3 separate regions of the Sus scrofa genome follow, and all the other regions are linked to region 1. A link is a contact called in public Hi-C and HiChIP or PLAC-seq data. All regions are on one chromosome and are shown on one strand. The core of a region is the stretch at or near the end of the contact, and the rest is flanking DNA. Distances in the headings are between cores, read along the strand shown.

Evidence for each region. Hi-C and Micro-C count contacts between places; a contact is called where the count stands out from the background. HiChIP or PLAC-seq counts read pairs in DNA pulled down with a chosen protein or histone mark.
Region 2: an H3K27ac HiChIP or PLAC-seq map of skeletal muscle shows a contact between it and region 1. The contact joins two enhancer-like sites. A contact is called at or near these places in 3 of 47 Hi-C or Micro-C datasets (fibroblasts and liver) and 1 of 2 datasets of contacts at active chromatin or transcription factors (skeletal muscle).
Region 3: a contact with region 1 is called in a Hi-C map of liver, with 7 times the contacts expected there. The contact joins two enhancer-like sites. A contact is called at or near these places in 1 of 5 promoter capture datasets (liver), 4 of 47 Hi-C or Micro-C datasets (embryonic fibroblasts and liver) and 1 of 2 datasets of contacts at active chromatin or transcription factors (skeletal muscle).

What each region holds. Positions count from the first base shown.
Region 1 is chr2:44,936,260-44,940,975 of Sscrofa11.1, forward strand. The region is part of intron 1 of RRAS2 (ras-related protein R-Ras2); the gene reads left to right. Among named protein-coding and RNA genes, the nearest start is that of RRAS2, 48 kb to the left of the region's middle. Within about 2 kb of position 2,777, at least 26 of the 83 cell types and tissues checked have an H3K27ac peak or open chromatin away from gene starts, as enhancers often do. A contact at or near this core is called in liver, where this site is marked.
Region 2 is chr2:44,825,939-44,830,654 of Sscrofa11.1, forward strand. No RefSeq gene overlaps it. Among named protein-coding and RNA genes, the nearest start is that of RRAS2, 62 kb to the right of the region's middle. Within about 2 kb of position 2,748, at least 21 of the 83 cell types and tissues checked have an H3K27ac peak or open chromatin away from gene starts, as enhancers often do.
Region 3 is chr2:44,867,649-44,872,364 of Sscrofa11.1, forward strand. No RefSeq gene overlaps it. Among named protein-coding and RNA genes, the nearest start is that of RRAS2, 20 kb to the right of the region's middle. Within about 2 kb of position 2,668, at least 7 of the 83 cell types and tissues checked have an H3K27ac peak or open chromatin away from gene starts, as enhancers often do. A contact at or near this core is called in liver, where this site is marked.

The sequences.
Region 1 (4,716 bases), core at 1,527-4,026:
AAAAATGCTGTAAATGAATCACACAATTTAAAAAGAAAAGAGTTCAGAGTAAAAGAAGTGCAGTTTTGAGAGCTGAAACACATGTCGATTGGTGAAGTCTGTTAAAAAGACAGGAGAAATGGTGATATTGGGGTTTGGGAGTAAAACAGAAGGAGTTATCAGCATTGTAGTATTCTGCCAAGGTCAGAATAAAAAAGCTAACTGCTGAGACTCTGAATGTGGACCTTGTAACATTTGAAAATGCTTCTTGCCTAAAGTTGACATTGACTCTGAGGTCTGTGTGGTAGGGCTGAGCCAGCAGAGAGGACCTAGGGAACACCAGTGTGAGGAGGACCCTGATATGGAGAGGAAGGATGCAGACATAGGACCCAAGATAAGCGTGGACAGTTTCATGCCCCTAGAGGTTAAGTGACATAATGCCACAGAGGCCAGCATTATGAGCATGGTTGTTGAGCATGGTCCACATGAGGTGGAGGTAAGGTTACTTAGCTAAGGTAATAGCTGTGGGGATGGAAGGATGGGGTGGGGATGGAAACTCCCTAGAAGTGCAAAGTTCAGTCCAGGCAAGAACCAGAAGACACAAGAAAGACTTGTGCCTTGGTATGAAAACAGGAATGTCTGGGATTTACTCTGATTTTCTATGAGGATGGTGTGAGATACATATAATATACAGTTAGGCTTGTATGGCCCTCTCTGTTTACCTGTTAATCTGTCTTGGGCAGTAATCATTGTGCTTTAAAAATTTTTTTCTTAGTTCTTATCCTTAAAACTTCTGAAGATTTTCCTTTTGGACCAGTGGTGCAGATATTACAAAAGTTTTATTTTGGTTTAGAATTTTGCTTCTGAAAAGGTCAAGCATGGCTTGCAGGATTGGGGTGAGCTGTCTCATAATGTAGCGTGCTCTTATTTGAACTGATAATCCTGTCTTCTATCTAGTGTCTCTGAGAGCTAGCTTTCCTGAGAGAATTACAAGTTTTAATTTGAGAGTAGAAGAAACAGTGGGGAGAGAGGAAAGAGACTTTGTACCTAGATTGTTTTCAGAAGGAGGCTAAAGCTAGGGTATGAGTGTAGTGGTAGTAGGGGGTTGGGGTAAAAGAGGAGGCTGCGGTGCAAGGGGTGCCCCAAGACAGGCTTTTCCCCTCTTTATAAGTGTAGCTTTGGGCTGGCTCTCTATTCTGGGAAGGGAAACAAAATTCTCTTCTCATTCTTCTTGGGCCAGATGACTCTGCTTAGGAGGTTAGAACTCAGTGTCAGTAATGGCTCAGGAGCATATTTCAGTGGTAGCTTTTGTGCCCTGGTCTCTGGACCTAAACACAGATTAGAATTCCCTGGGGAAATGAGCATCTAATAACTAACTTAGAAACAAACTTTTTTAATAGAACCGTATTGTAAGTTGACTTTGTATCATACTTTTTCTTATTGCATACCAGGCCCATTGATTTGCAACCAGATACTTTGCTTGAGGTGTGTATGTCATCACTGAGATTGCACAGAAGTCATGTGAAAGGCACATGGTGGCTTTAGACAGTCTGAGACAATTAGCAACATTGACTGAAGACCTAACTTTTGTTAAAAAGAAACTAAAGGGATTACTGGATTTAGGGTTGCTTTCATTATTCTGTTAGAATTCTGGAGGATAAATTATGGAGATCTCTCTAATTAAACATGTCAGATTAAATGAAGTACTAATTTCAGTCAGGAAAAAATATGTACTTGAATGAAGGAATATCAAGCATATTGGAAACATTTGACATCAAAATAAGGGAGGGTGTTGTAGGGAACAAAGGTTCTCTGTGACTTGACAGCTGCTGTTAAAAAGTGACACCAGGAAGAGCCCGGCTCTGGCTCACAGCTGCCTGAAGTTGCTGTAGTTTTCTCTAGTGTTACCAGAGGAATTCGCACTGCTCCTGTTTTAGCAAATAGAGGCCACTGATGGCTAATCAGGTCCTCATTGTACTCTGGGAAATCAATTCCTAAGTCCCCATTACAAGCTTCATAATTCTGGGTTTCCCAACAGCAGATATTTTGAGGCTCTAACTATGTATGTGCAAGGTTTCTGGGTGTTAGTGGGTCTTGAGTGGAATGAGGTGAAGAAAGCTCAGGATTCAAAAGGATCTCATATCCTCTTCCCTTAATCGGACCCTTCCTGAAGTACTTAATGTGCTGGCTCCAGATTTAAAAAAATAATAATAATTTTGGGAGTTCCTGTTGTGGCTCAGCGGTAACGAACCCAACTGGTATCCGTGAGGATGTGGGTTTGATCCCTGGCCCCCTTCAGTGGGCTAAGGATCTGGTGCTGGCTGTGAGCTGTGGTGTAGGTTGCAGATGTGGCTCAGATCCTGCGTTGCTGTGGTATATGTAGGCTGGCGGCTGTAGCTCTGTTTCGAGCCTTAGCTTGGGAACTTAGACGTGCTGCAGGTGTGGCCCTAAAAAGTCTCTCTCTCTATATGTATATACAAAAGTAGATTAGTGTAATATATACTCATCACATTACCCAGATTCAGTAGTTACCAAGGTTTCCCACACCGTTTAATATGTTTCCTTCTGCTCTTTCCCTTTCCTCTCCTCTCTCTGCTCCTCACGTGTTTAGAGGACTCCTGATGAGAATCTCACTGTGCTCAGAAATGCCCTGTCGTTTGTTTATAACTCCCCAGGGGCACCTTGGGTCTAGCCTCCTGTCCTTTTTATATGCAAGCCTAGTGGACTTTAACCAGTGAGCTGGGTTTGCTGAGTTTCCCAGAATCTCCAGTAAATTACCCTGCCAGAGTGTGGACCAGGCACCACTTTGTGGCAGTGCTTGGGAACTGCACTTTCACCAGCAGCTTGGTGTCCGGAGACAGTGCCTTGTCATTCCTGCCCACTAAAGGTTGAAGTTGCGTCAGCTCAGTCCCTTTCCTCCCTGGACCCCTCCTTATCTTCCTTAAGGCAGCTTCTTTGAATGGGAAGAGAAGGAAATGGCAATTCTCTTAAGCCAGGTGGAGCTCCTGTTGTGCAACCTAGTGGCGTATATGTGGGACTGACATTCCCAGCTATCACTATTGTGTTATTAAGGACTTTGGACAGCTTTACTCAGACCAGATTTTATCAAGGAAATAGATCTCCCTATCTGCATGGGAGAGATTTCCTAATCTTAAACATTTCTCCATAACTCCCAACAACCTTAAAAGGACTTAGGTCCTTTTGCCTGTCTTTCCAACTGGAAGACATCTCAGCTTTTGAAAGGGGGCATTCCCTTTCTGGCTGAGATCCTTTTCCATTATGCTTTCCTGTGACTTCAAGAAAGCACATTACTTTCTCCACCCCAACCCTCATTCCCACTTTCCTTAGACTGAACTCTGGTTCACTGTCCTTTCCTGCCCTTGCCTTGAGCTGCTGCTGTCTTCCGCAGTGGAATACTGTCCTTGTTTTCCCCCACCCCGCCTTGCTTTATGTTTATAAGTGAAAGTACACACAGTTCCTATGTAGGACTGCAGTATTAACTGCTTACATTTTGTTGCGTTCTGAACAAGCATGGTATTGGAATTTCATGCTCTCTCTGTTCTTTGGTATGATTAATATTCCCCCCATTTCCCTTGCCCCAAATTATAGCACAATTACTAGATGTTGTATAAAAAGCAATGGGTTTTGTAAAAGTAGGGACCTTGTCCCTCTGATGCCTCATGAGTGATTGTTAAACAAAAGAATGAAACCAAGAGAATGAGCAATCAGCTGAAGGGTTTCAGGTAGTGAAAAATAGCACTGAATGGCGAACACAGTCACCCTGGAGGGCCCTGCCCAAACTGGAGGGCTTTGCAAACTATGTAAAGAAAGGGATGCATCCGCTAAGCAACTGGGAACCATTTACATGTTTTATAGAGAGAGGTATAATTTGTATATGTACAAAGAAGTGCACACATCTTAAATGTACAGCTTGATGAGTTTTTACATATGTATATACTGTGTTATTACTGCTCAGACCCAGAAGATATTTCCAGGTCCTGATGAAGAACTTTTATCCTGATTCACATTTTGGATACCAAGTCCAAGGTTGATCAGTGGTATGACTAGGATTGGAATTACAGTAGGTGTTCCTGGCATTAGCAAATCTTTTTTTTTTGGTCTTTTTGTCTTTTCTAGGGCCGCACCTTCGGCATATGGAGGTTCCCAGGCTAGGGGTCTAATCGGAACTGTAGCCACCGGCCTACGCCAGAGCCACAGCAACGTGGGATCCGGTTCCTAGTCTGATTCGTTAACCGCTGAGCCACGACAGGAACTCCAGCAAATCTTTTTACTTGAATAAAAATGCTAGTTCATACCATCTAACAGCATGGCAAAAACAATACACTGGTTATTATGGTTAACATTTATTAGTCATCAACATGTCTTGGCACTTTATATTCATTACTTTATTTTATTTGTTCCGTGAGGTTTTGTTACTGTCCTGTTTTACAGGTGCTGAAGGTTAGAGAGTTAAAGTAATTTGCCTCAAGTCCATCACTAAAAAGGAGCAGTTAGAAGTAAATCCAGGACTGTTCGTCACCAGAGATTGATCTTGTTGGTGATCTGCTGCCTCTAGTATCTGATACCCGAGTTTAAGTAGCAAAAATGTTATTTCTTTGTGGTAGGAGGTGACAGTTTTATCTTTGTTACCTGCACACAATGAATTTTTTTTTTTAAGGCATATTATGACCTGTAGCTTATTAGAATTATGAGAGGGAAAGGGATCTTTGGCTCTGT
Region 2 (4,716 bases), core at 1,498-3,997, 110 kb before region 1:
TTGGCTGGAAATGAAAGTTTTCTATTCCAATAGCCTCCCAAATATCCCCCAGGTATTTTCTCTCATTGTTCACATTTGGTACCCACTCATTGGACTGGTCTGGGAATATTTAGATAACAAATGTGAAAAAGAATATTAGAAAACTCCCATAGTTGTCCTATAGTAATAATTCTGGTTAGTTTTTTGTGTATTTCATATTTTCTTCCAGTTTTCTTTCAATTTTTTGATTTTACGTGATTTTTACGTCAATCTTCTCCTTATTTGACTTTTTTTTTTCTGGCTCTCCCACACTAATGACCACTCCTTCATTTTACTTATTTAATGGCCACATCCTGGGCCAGGGAAGTTCCAAGCCACTGTTGTGACCCAGGCCTTAGCTGTGGAAATGCTGGATCCTTTAACCCACTGCGCTGGGCTGGGGATTGAAGCTGCACCTCCTCTGTGACCCAAGCCACATTTAAAAAACTTTTTCACTCTTAGCTTCCAGAGAATCTTTCTCTCCTGGTTCTATTTTAACCCTTCCAAACCCTAAGAATTCTCCTTCCTGATCTCCTTCACAAATTCCTCTTCTGCTGCATACCCTTAAATATTGATGTCTTTCTTGTTTCTTTTCTCACTCAATATCCACATTCTGCCTGAGTGATTTCATCTATTACCCATGACTTCAGTTATCATTCATCTGCTTATGACTCACAAATTTATATTTCCAAATCTTTCCCCCCGGTACTCCAGATCTATATAGCTGAAGGTCTAATATACATCTCTAGCAACCTAATCTGCACCCTAGTTCCATCCCAATGAATGACACTTACGTCCTCCATTCTTCCCAAGTTAGAAAGAGAGAAGTCATTGCTAAACTGCCCTTCTTTCATCTTCTTAACCCCTGTACATTTAATGGAGGCACCTAATTCTTGACTAGTTTATCTCCTAAATATCTCCTTTCTTTCTGTAGCTTAGTATGTACAAGGCTCTTCACAGTCTGCCTCCAGACTCCCTTTCAGCCTCCTGATCTTCCCAAATGTATTATCACCAAAGGCAGCATCCCCTTTGCCTTTATTTATTTATTTATTTGTCTTTATAGGGCCGCACCCACAGCATATGGAGGTTCCCAGGCTAGGGGTCTAATCGGAGTTGTTGCTGCTGGCCTATGCCAGAGCCACAGCAATGCCAGATCCGAGCCGCGTCTGCAACCTACACCACAGCTCACAACACTGCCGGATCCTTACCCACTGAGCCAGGCCGGGGATCGAATCCACAACCTTATGGTTCCTAGTTGGATTTGTTTCCGCTGTGCCACGACAGGAACTCCCCCTTTGCCTTTTTACATGCTCTTCTTTCTCTCTGGAAAGCACTTCTCCAGTTTCTGTCTGACAAATGCCTTCTCATGTTTCAAGATACAGCTTAAATGTCCAGTTCCTCAGTGAACCTTTCCCTGGAACCCCTCAAGAAGCACATCTTCCTACTCTTCTCATGTCCTGGCAGTTCCTTCACTCATCTATCACAGCACTTGTCACAGTGGCCTGAGGTTATGCATTTACCTCTGTTTCTCCTACTAGACTGTGCACTCTTCTTACTCCTTATTATGTTCTTATCTCTCTAACAAGGGCTCAGCATAGTAGTTCTCAGTAAGCATTCAGTAAGTGCACGCACCGAACATGCAATTGTGCTCAATAAGTGTTGGTATCATACTTGGTTTCCTAGCTGAGGTCCACAGCCGACTTCGGAGTGCCCCTTAAGCTCTCTGTATTGTATGTGAAACTGTATGTTTTGAGGGTATTTTACTAAAAAAAGATCCATTCTAGTCAACATATTTTCAGAGGGGGCCTCTACCTTAGAGAAAAACTGGGCCAGTAAGTTGTTTTTAGATTTTGTTTGTTTTTTGCTTTTTAGGGCTGCACCTGTGGCATATGGAAGTGCCCAGGCTAGAGGTTGAAGCAGAGATGTAGCTGCCAGCTTATGCCACAGCCACCGCAAAGCAGGATCCAAGCTGTGTCTGCGACGTACACCAGAGCTCACGGCAACACCAGATCGCCAACCCACTGAGCGAGGCTAGGGATTGAACCCACATCCTCATGAATACTAGTTGGATTTGTTTCAACAAGAACCCCTAGTAAGCTGTTTTTAGAAACCAGAGCTTAAAGTTCATCTTGGAAATGGGATGACTTTCTGCTCAACTCACATCACTCAGTCCTATGAAAGAGCTGGAGGAGGCTATGTAGTAGCTCTCCACTGCAGGCAGGGCCATTCAAAAGGCTGACTTCTCAAGGCACAGGAACCTCCTCTGTCCTCCCCACCTCTCTCTTTTCTCTCTCTGACTCTCCTCCTTCCCTTCCTCCCTCCCTTTCCCTCTCTCTCAAGCTTTCACACTCATGAGCACACATACCAGGATGAATGCAAACTCAAAATTCAAATACAGACACATCTCTACATATACACAACATGCACACCCACAAACACACAGCCAGCCACACATCCACACATTCACCTGCACACACGGAGATACACATGTACACACAAACCAGCCACATATAAATAGGCAGCCTGAGTGGCACACAACCTCACCCACGTATGCTCCATATGTAACTGCATGCATGCACACAGCCATGCATGTGAGAATCCAGGACCTGGCTCCCGCCCTCCCTCCCGCAGAGATCAAGCGCTGCCCCTGGCATCAGGCCGGGGAGACAGCCGAGTGGAGCCATCTGTCAGGCTGAGGTTCCTGCGCCGCCCATCCTGCCTGAGCTCAGACGGTCGGCATGCCAGGCATGCAGCCTTGCTCTTCTCTCTGGCTGAATCATGCTGAGTGAGCTGGGCCGGCCAGAGTTTATCAAATCAGAACAGAATTTTGGCACAACAGATGACTTGTGAGCTTGGCATGTGTGGGCCTGGGAGGTGGAGACCTGTAGGGGGAAGAAGGAGGAGTGGAGGTGAGGAGAGAGGGAAATTACTTGTCAACTTATGGTGAGATGGTGGAGAATGGAGTTCAAGAGGCTCTATGGCAAGGGAACTGGATAGAAAGTAGGAAAACCTGATTCAAATTCCAGCTCTGGCTCTTAGTAGCCACATGACTTTGAATGTGTTAAATTACCTCTTTGAGCTTTGGTTTCTTCTATAAAATTGACCTAACAGAATTATCTCACTCATAGGGTTTACAACAGAATTTTATGAGATGCGACTTATGAATTAGTACGGTGTGTGGCACATGGCGGCACTTAATAAACAGTGACTACTGTAGTCAGAGAACGTGAGAGTTCAAAGATCATGGAGACCAGCAGCCCAGCCTGACCAGCCCTTTTAACTCACTATCCCATCCCCACTAGTTCTGGGGACCACAGCATGGTTTCCAGTCTTCCTCTGAAAACCAAACACCCAGTCCACCTTGCACCGCACTGGCCTCTGGTATGGCTTCCTCGCACTCCCCTCCTGAATCTGAGAATTGACACTGCCCCTCTGATACTAACCTTCACCTCTCCACACCCACCTCAGGCTGCTTCTGCCCCTGGCACCTCCGCCCATGCAGCTCCCACCACTCCCATTATCTGATTTGGGTAATAGTAATAATGATATTAGCAATACCTGGAGTTTATTAAGCCCTCACTCATGGAATTTCTTTCTTTTCTTTTTTTTTTTTTTCTGTCTTTTTGCTATTTCTTTGGGCTGCTCCCGCGGCATATGGAGCTTCCCAGGCTAGGGGTCTAATTGGAGCTGTAGCCACTGGCCTACGCCAGAGCCACAGCAACGAGGGATCTGAGCCGCGTCTGCAACCTACACCACAGCTCACGGCAACGCCAGATCCTTAACCCATTGAGCAAGGGCAGGGACCGAACCCGCAACCTCGCAACCTCATGGTTCCTAGTCTGATTCGTTAACCACTGCACCACGACGGGAACTCCTCATGGAATTTCTTAAGCCCTCATGTGCCAAAAATTGGCAAAGGAAATCCAATTTAACCCTGACAACAATGTTATAAAGTAAATACTATTATCATCCCTATTTTACAACTGAAGAAACCAAGGTACCAAAAGAATAAGCAATTGGCCCAATGTAACTCATTGATTGAATGTAAGACATTGATTGTAAATCATACTATTGTCTCTTATACAGAGACACTGGCAATTGTACCATGTTACAGTGCTAAAATGCTTTGATGCAGAGATGTTTAACATAAGGGGTGAGGGGTGGGAGTGTACCTTACAGAGTCAGTGAAACACAGTAGTTGTACTGGAGCCAAGATTTGACCTCTGGAATTCTGACTCTATATCCTGCACCACACTTTACTGCCCTCAAACTCACATGTATTAAGCCCTCTGTGGAACAGACACTGTACCAAATTCTTAATATACATTTCATGATCTCATTCAGATCTCGTTAACCATCCTATTAGGTCGAAACTGTTTTCTACTTTGTTTTACAGATGAGGAAGCTAAAGCTCTAAGTTATATCATTTGTCTGAATTACCAACGTAAGTCATGAAACTGAGATGCAAAACCAGGCCTATCTGACTTCAGAGTCTTTACTCTTAGCCATCATGCCTGTCAGATGCCTTCTCTCAGACTATGTGGTTGTTCCCAGAGTTTTATCCAGAGGTCTCCTCAGGCTGCTCTGGGGCTGTCATAGCAGTTGTCTTTTGGTGATTTCCAACATTAGAAGTGGTTTTGCTATGAGTGGGTGGTAAGTGGGTGGGGGACACTGACCTGAGCTGAAGGGCAGAACACC
Region 3 (4,716 bases), core at 1,418-3,917, 69 kb before region 1:
TCTTTAAGCCATTTTGAGTTTATTTTTGTGCACGGTGATGGTGCATTATTTCCGATTATATTCTTACATTCTTGGAGTAGTATTGCAGGGTCAGACAGCATGCACATTTTTAAAGCTTTACCCCAAGAGTTCTACAGTGGTTTTATGTATTTATTTTGGGGGGCTGCATCTTCTGCGTGCAAAAACTCCCAGGCCATGACTGGACTCATGCCGTAACAATAACCTAAGCCATAGCAATGAAAATACTGGATCCTTAACCCACTAGGTCATCAGGGAATGCCTCTACATTGGTTTTAAAACACGATTTTATTTACTGTAAAGATAACACTAGAGCAGTAATAATGAATTCCTCAAAAGAAGTATAATCTGTAAACTCCCTTCTCTGACAAATCAGTTTGGTTATTTGCCCATGTTCCTGTCCATATACAAAGAGTATTTTTGCATGATTGTGTTTATACCTACCTTAGGTTATTATAATTCCCAGGAATGCATACTCACACAGGCTTCAGGATCTAATTTAGCTAAGAGGGAAAAGAGTTCCACTAAAATTCAGCAAAGGGGGCTAGAGCACAGTAAGGCTTGTTGGACTGGAGCTGGAAAAGCTCTTCTGGATCTAAGGCGGTTTTCCAGAACTCAGTAGGGCTTTCTGTTCTCCACACTAATGCTCACTAATGTCATCTACCTCAGATAGCTATTCTTTGTGCTTTTGCTTCTTTCCATGTCTTTCTCTTTCTCTCCATTCCCCGGGCTAATTTCCTCCCACTCTACTCTGTAACCTTTCTCGCCTAATATTCCCTGATTCCTGACAACACTCATGTTTGCAGCCTCTTATTCCCATACTGGACTTCAAAAATCGACAATATCCTTTATGCTTCAGCCCCTGATATGGCTTGCCTGATTCTCTTAGTATTCCCCAGTTCCAATTCCAAATGATGAGAAACCTATTGGACCAGTTTTCTCCTGTGTGAGCAGAATTTTGCAGGAAAGGATCTCAGCCCCTCCCTCCCCTCCAGCCAATGGGCTGCACGGAGAGGAGGGGTCATAGAGCCCAGAACATGGGTGTTTGGGCCACTCTGCTCAGCAGGTGCTGTGGGTGATACATACATAACTGAATCACTGCTATACACCTGAAACATTGAACATCAACTAAACTTAAAAAAAAAAAAAAAGCTAAGGAAAAGGAACCCAACTCCAGTGAAACTAAACAAAAAAGAATGATAGTGGCTATGGTAGGTACCTGGGTTTTTATGTATAGTACAATGATGTAGATAAAATTATCTAATATAGTGTTTGAATTATTATGTCGTAAGCATATAAAAACTACATACTTATCCAGCTTAATATGGGTATAATAGTTCATTGAGTGGGTAGACTGCAATTTATTTAAGCAATCTCCTATAGTTAGATATTTAAATTTAGTGGTTTTTGTTTAAAAAAAAGCAATTTGGAAAATTCTGTAATGAACAACTTATCAGTATATATTTTTACTTTTTTGGACTTTTCCTCTTGAGTGTATCAATTCGTACTGTTTTTAGCTGCAAGGAAGAGAAGGCACCTCTAAATGGCCTTTAAAATAGGCGGTTATCTTTCTTTCTTTCTTTCTTTTTTTTATTGCTTTTTAAGGCCATACCCACAGCATATGGAGGTTCCCAAGCTAGGGGTCCAATTGGAGCTACAGCTGCCGGCCTATATCACAGCCACAGCAAGGCCAGATCCAAGCCTCATCTTTGACCTAAACCAGAGCTCACAGCAACACCGGATCCTTAACCCACTGAGTGAGGCCAAGGTTCCTAGTCAGATTTGATTATTTGCCCATGTTCCTGTCCACATACAACCTCATGGTTCCTAGTCAGATTTGTCTCCACTGCACCACAACAGGAACTCCTGGGGGGTTATCTTTCTAATATAACAAGATATTTGGAGGCAAATGACTGCTGGCTTTGGGTCCCTTGGCCTTTGGCCTTTTTCTCATGTTCATGTTCTCAGAATGGCTGCTGAAGCTCTAATCATAACATCAGCATCCAAGGTAGAAAGAAGAGAGAGGTAATGCGGATCACATCGTCATTGTGTTTTTCTCAACCCAGATTCACCCCAAGTAGACGTAGATTTGTGTCTCTCTGGCTAGAACTGTGTTGCAAGGTCACCCCTACCTGAAAGGGAGGCTACAAGAGCATTTTTCAGACTTCCTTATTTGGAGGCAGTGAGGAAGAAAAGAGATGGCATTGTGCCTTCCTGGTGCTTCCGAGGGCTTCTCAAATGTGTACAAGCTTCAGAAATGTTCCTGCAAATGACATCTTGCCTGGAAGCCTATTTGGAAATACAGGTGCAAGTGGAGTTTCTATAGTTGAAGTGAGGATGGGGCTTGTAGCTCTGTGCGGTCAGTAGCCCATCACCCGGAGCAATTATTTCCCGCTTTCCAGATGTCAATATCATCTTGCAATATGTACCCAGCTCTTCCGTTTGGAGGACTTGCCATATGTGTGGAGACTTGGGAGAGGGTTCCCATCTCCCATTGGGAAGCCAAAGGCCAATATTCTTCACTCTTACCTCCTGCTTTCTTGCAAAACTCAAGGCATGTGATTTGGGTTCAGTCAATCAGGCATTCTTTCCTGTGTCTTTGAATCAGGAGCATGTGACAGTGTGGAGGTGACTGAGGTCATTTTCCTCTCAGCAGCAGGGCCACATGCACCAGACTCTTCCTGTCTCTGGCATGTGGTGTGATTCTAGCTGTCTAGCCCTCTGGAATTCTCTTATTTTCCTGCCTGTTTTCAGAACTTCCCTGTATAGCTTCCAAGAGATTCTGTGAATCTCTGAGTTTTTTCAGTGCATTGACCTTTGGCTTAAGGTAGCCACAGTGTTTGTTTTGTTTTTGTTTTTCTAGGGCTGCACCCATGGCATATGGAGGTTCCCAGGCTAGGGGTCTAATCAGAGCTGTAGCTGCCAGCCTACACCACAGCCTCAGCAACACGGGATCCGAGCCGCGTCTGCAACTTACACCACAGCTCGTGGCAATGCCGGGTCCTTAACCCACTGGGCGAGGCCAGGGATCAAACCCACAACCTCATGGTTCCTAGTCGGATTCACTGCGCCACAACAGGAACTCCTAGCCAGGGTTAATATCTCCTGCTTATAGCTTGAAACCCTGGCCAAAACATACCTTTCCTAAGAGTCCCACAGAAAATTCTGTGGAATTTCTAGGGTTGCAAGGATCATAGTTTAAAATCTGCTACCTTAGGAATAATCCCTTGGACTGGAATTAAGGGACAAAGTACAAAGAGTTTAAAGTTTCTTGATCATTACCGCCAAAGAGGGTTTCAAAAGAATGGTGTAAATTTACTCAGCCACAAGCACTGAGTATTCTCATTGTTTTATTTTTTGCTAGTATAATGGCAGGGAAATGGTTCCTATAAATGTTTTAATTTGCACATACTTGAAAACATGAAGCTAAACACATTTCCTTATGTTGCCTTATGGTTGTATTTCTATTTATGGAAAAAGTCTGTTTATTCAAGCTTTAATTTTTTTCTTTTTATGATAACTACATATAAATTATATATTACTTCTTTGAAAACTTACTGCAAACACTTTTCTATTTTATCTTCCTCTTGTTACTTTTCTTTGTACAGAAGCTTCATATTTTTGTGTAGTAAAATCTGTTCATCTTTTCCTTTGTGATTTCTTCTTTTGCTTCAATGCTTGAAAGTTACTATTCATCCAAAGATCTGATAAATAGCTAATTCAATTTCCTGCCTGTTTTTCTATGATTTGGCTTTTATATATTTTACTCTTTTATCCAGCCGAGATATATTTTTAAGTATTGTACAAAGGTATGAATCTAAATGATCACACTGGGTTTTAGATTGATATACTTTTGTGAATAAGCCAAGCCTCTGGGTTTTTATTTTGCTTTGTTTTTGGGTTTTAGTAATACAAGGAATATTGTCCAGGGGGGCTGGGGCTTGTTATTGAGAGAAATGGGAATAAAATGGAGCAAGAACTTTCAGACAATAGAGGTAGAAACAGAGAGAGCAAACGACTGAAACAGAGACAGAAAAGCTAAAATAGAGACTGAAAAAGAAACAAAGAGAAGTGAAGACTCATGGAGAAAAGATAGTCTCTTCAGCAAGACATATTGGGGAAGCTGGACACCCATATATAAACCAATGAAGTTAGAACACTCCTTTATACCATATACAAAAAATAAACTCAAAATGGCTTTAAGGCTGAAATATAGGATGACACCATAAAACTCCTAGAAGAGAACATAAGCAAAACAGTATCTGACATAAATGGTACCCATGTTTTTGTAGGTCAGTCTCCCAAGGCAACAGAAATAAAAGCAAAAGTAAACAAATGGAACCTAGTCAGACTTAGCTTTTGGGCAATAAAGGAAACCATAAACAAAACAAAAAGATAACCTACAGACTAGGAGAAAATATTTGCAATTATGAGACCGACAAGAGCTTAATTTCCAAAATATACAAACAGCTCATACAATGCAATAACAAAAAATAACCCAATCGAAAAATGAGCAGAAGACCTAAATAGACATTTCTCCAAAAAAGGCATACTGATGGGAAATAGGCACATGAAAAGATACTCAGATCAGTAATTATTAGAATAATTCAAATCAAAACTACAATGAGGAAGTTCCCGTTATGGTGCAGTGGAAACGAATCTGACTAGCATCCATGAGGATGCAGTTTCGATCCCTGG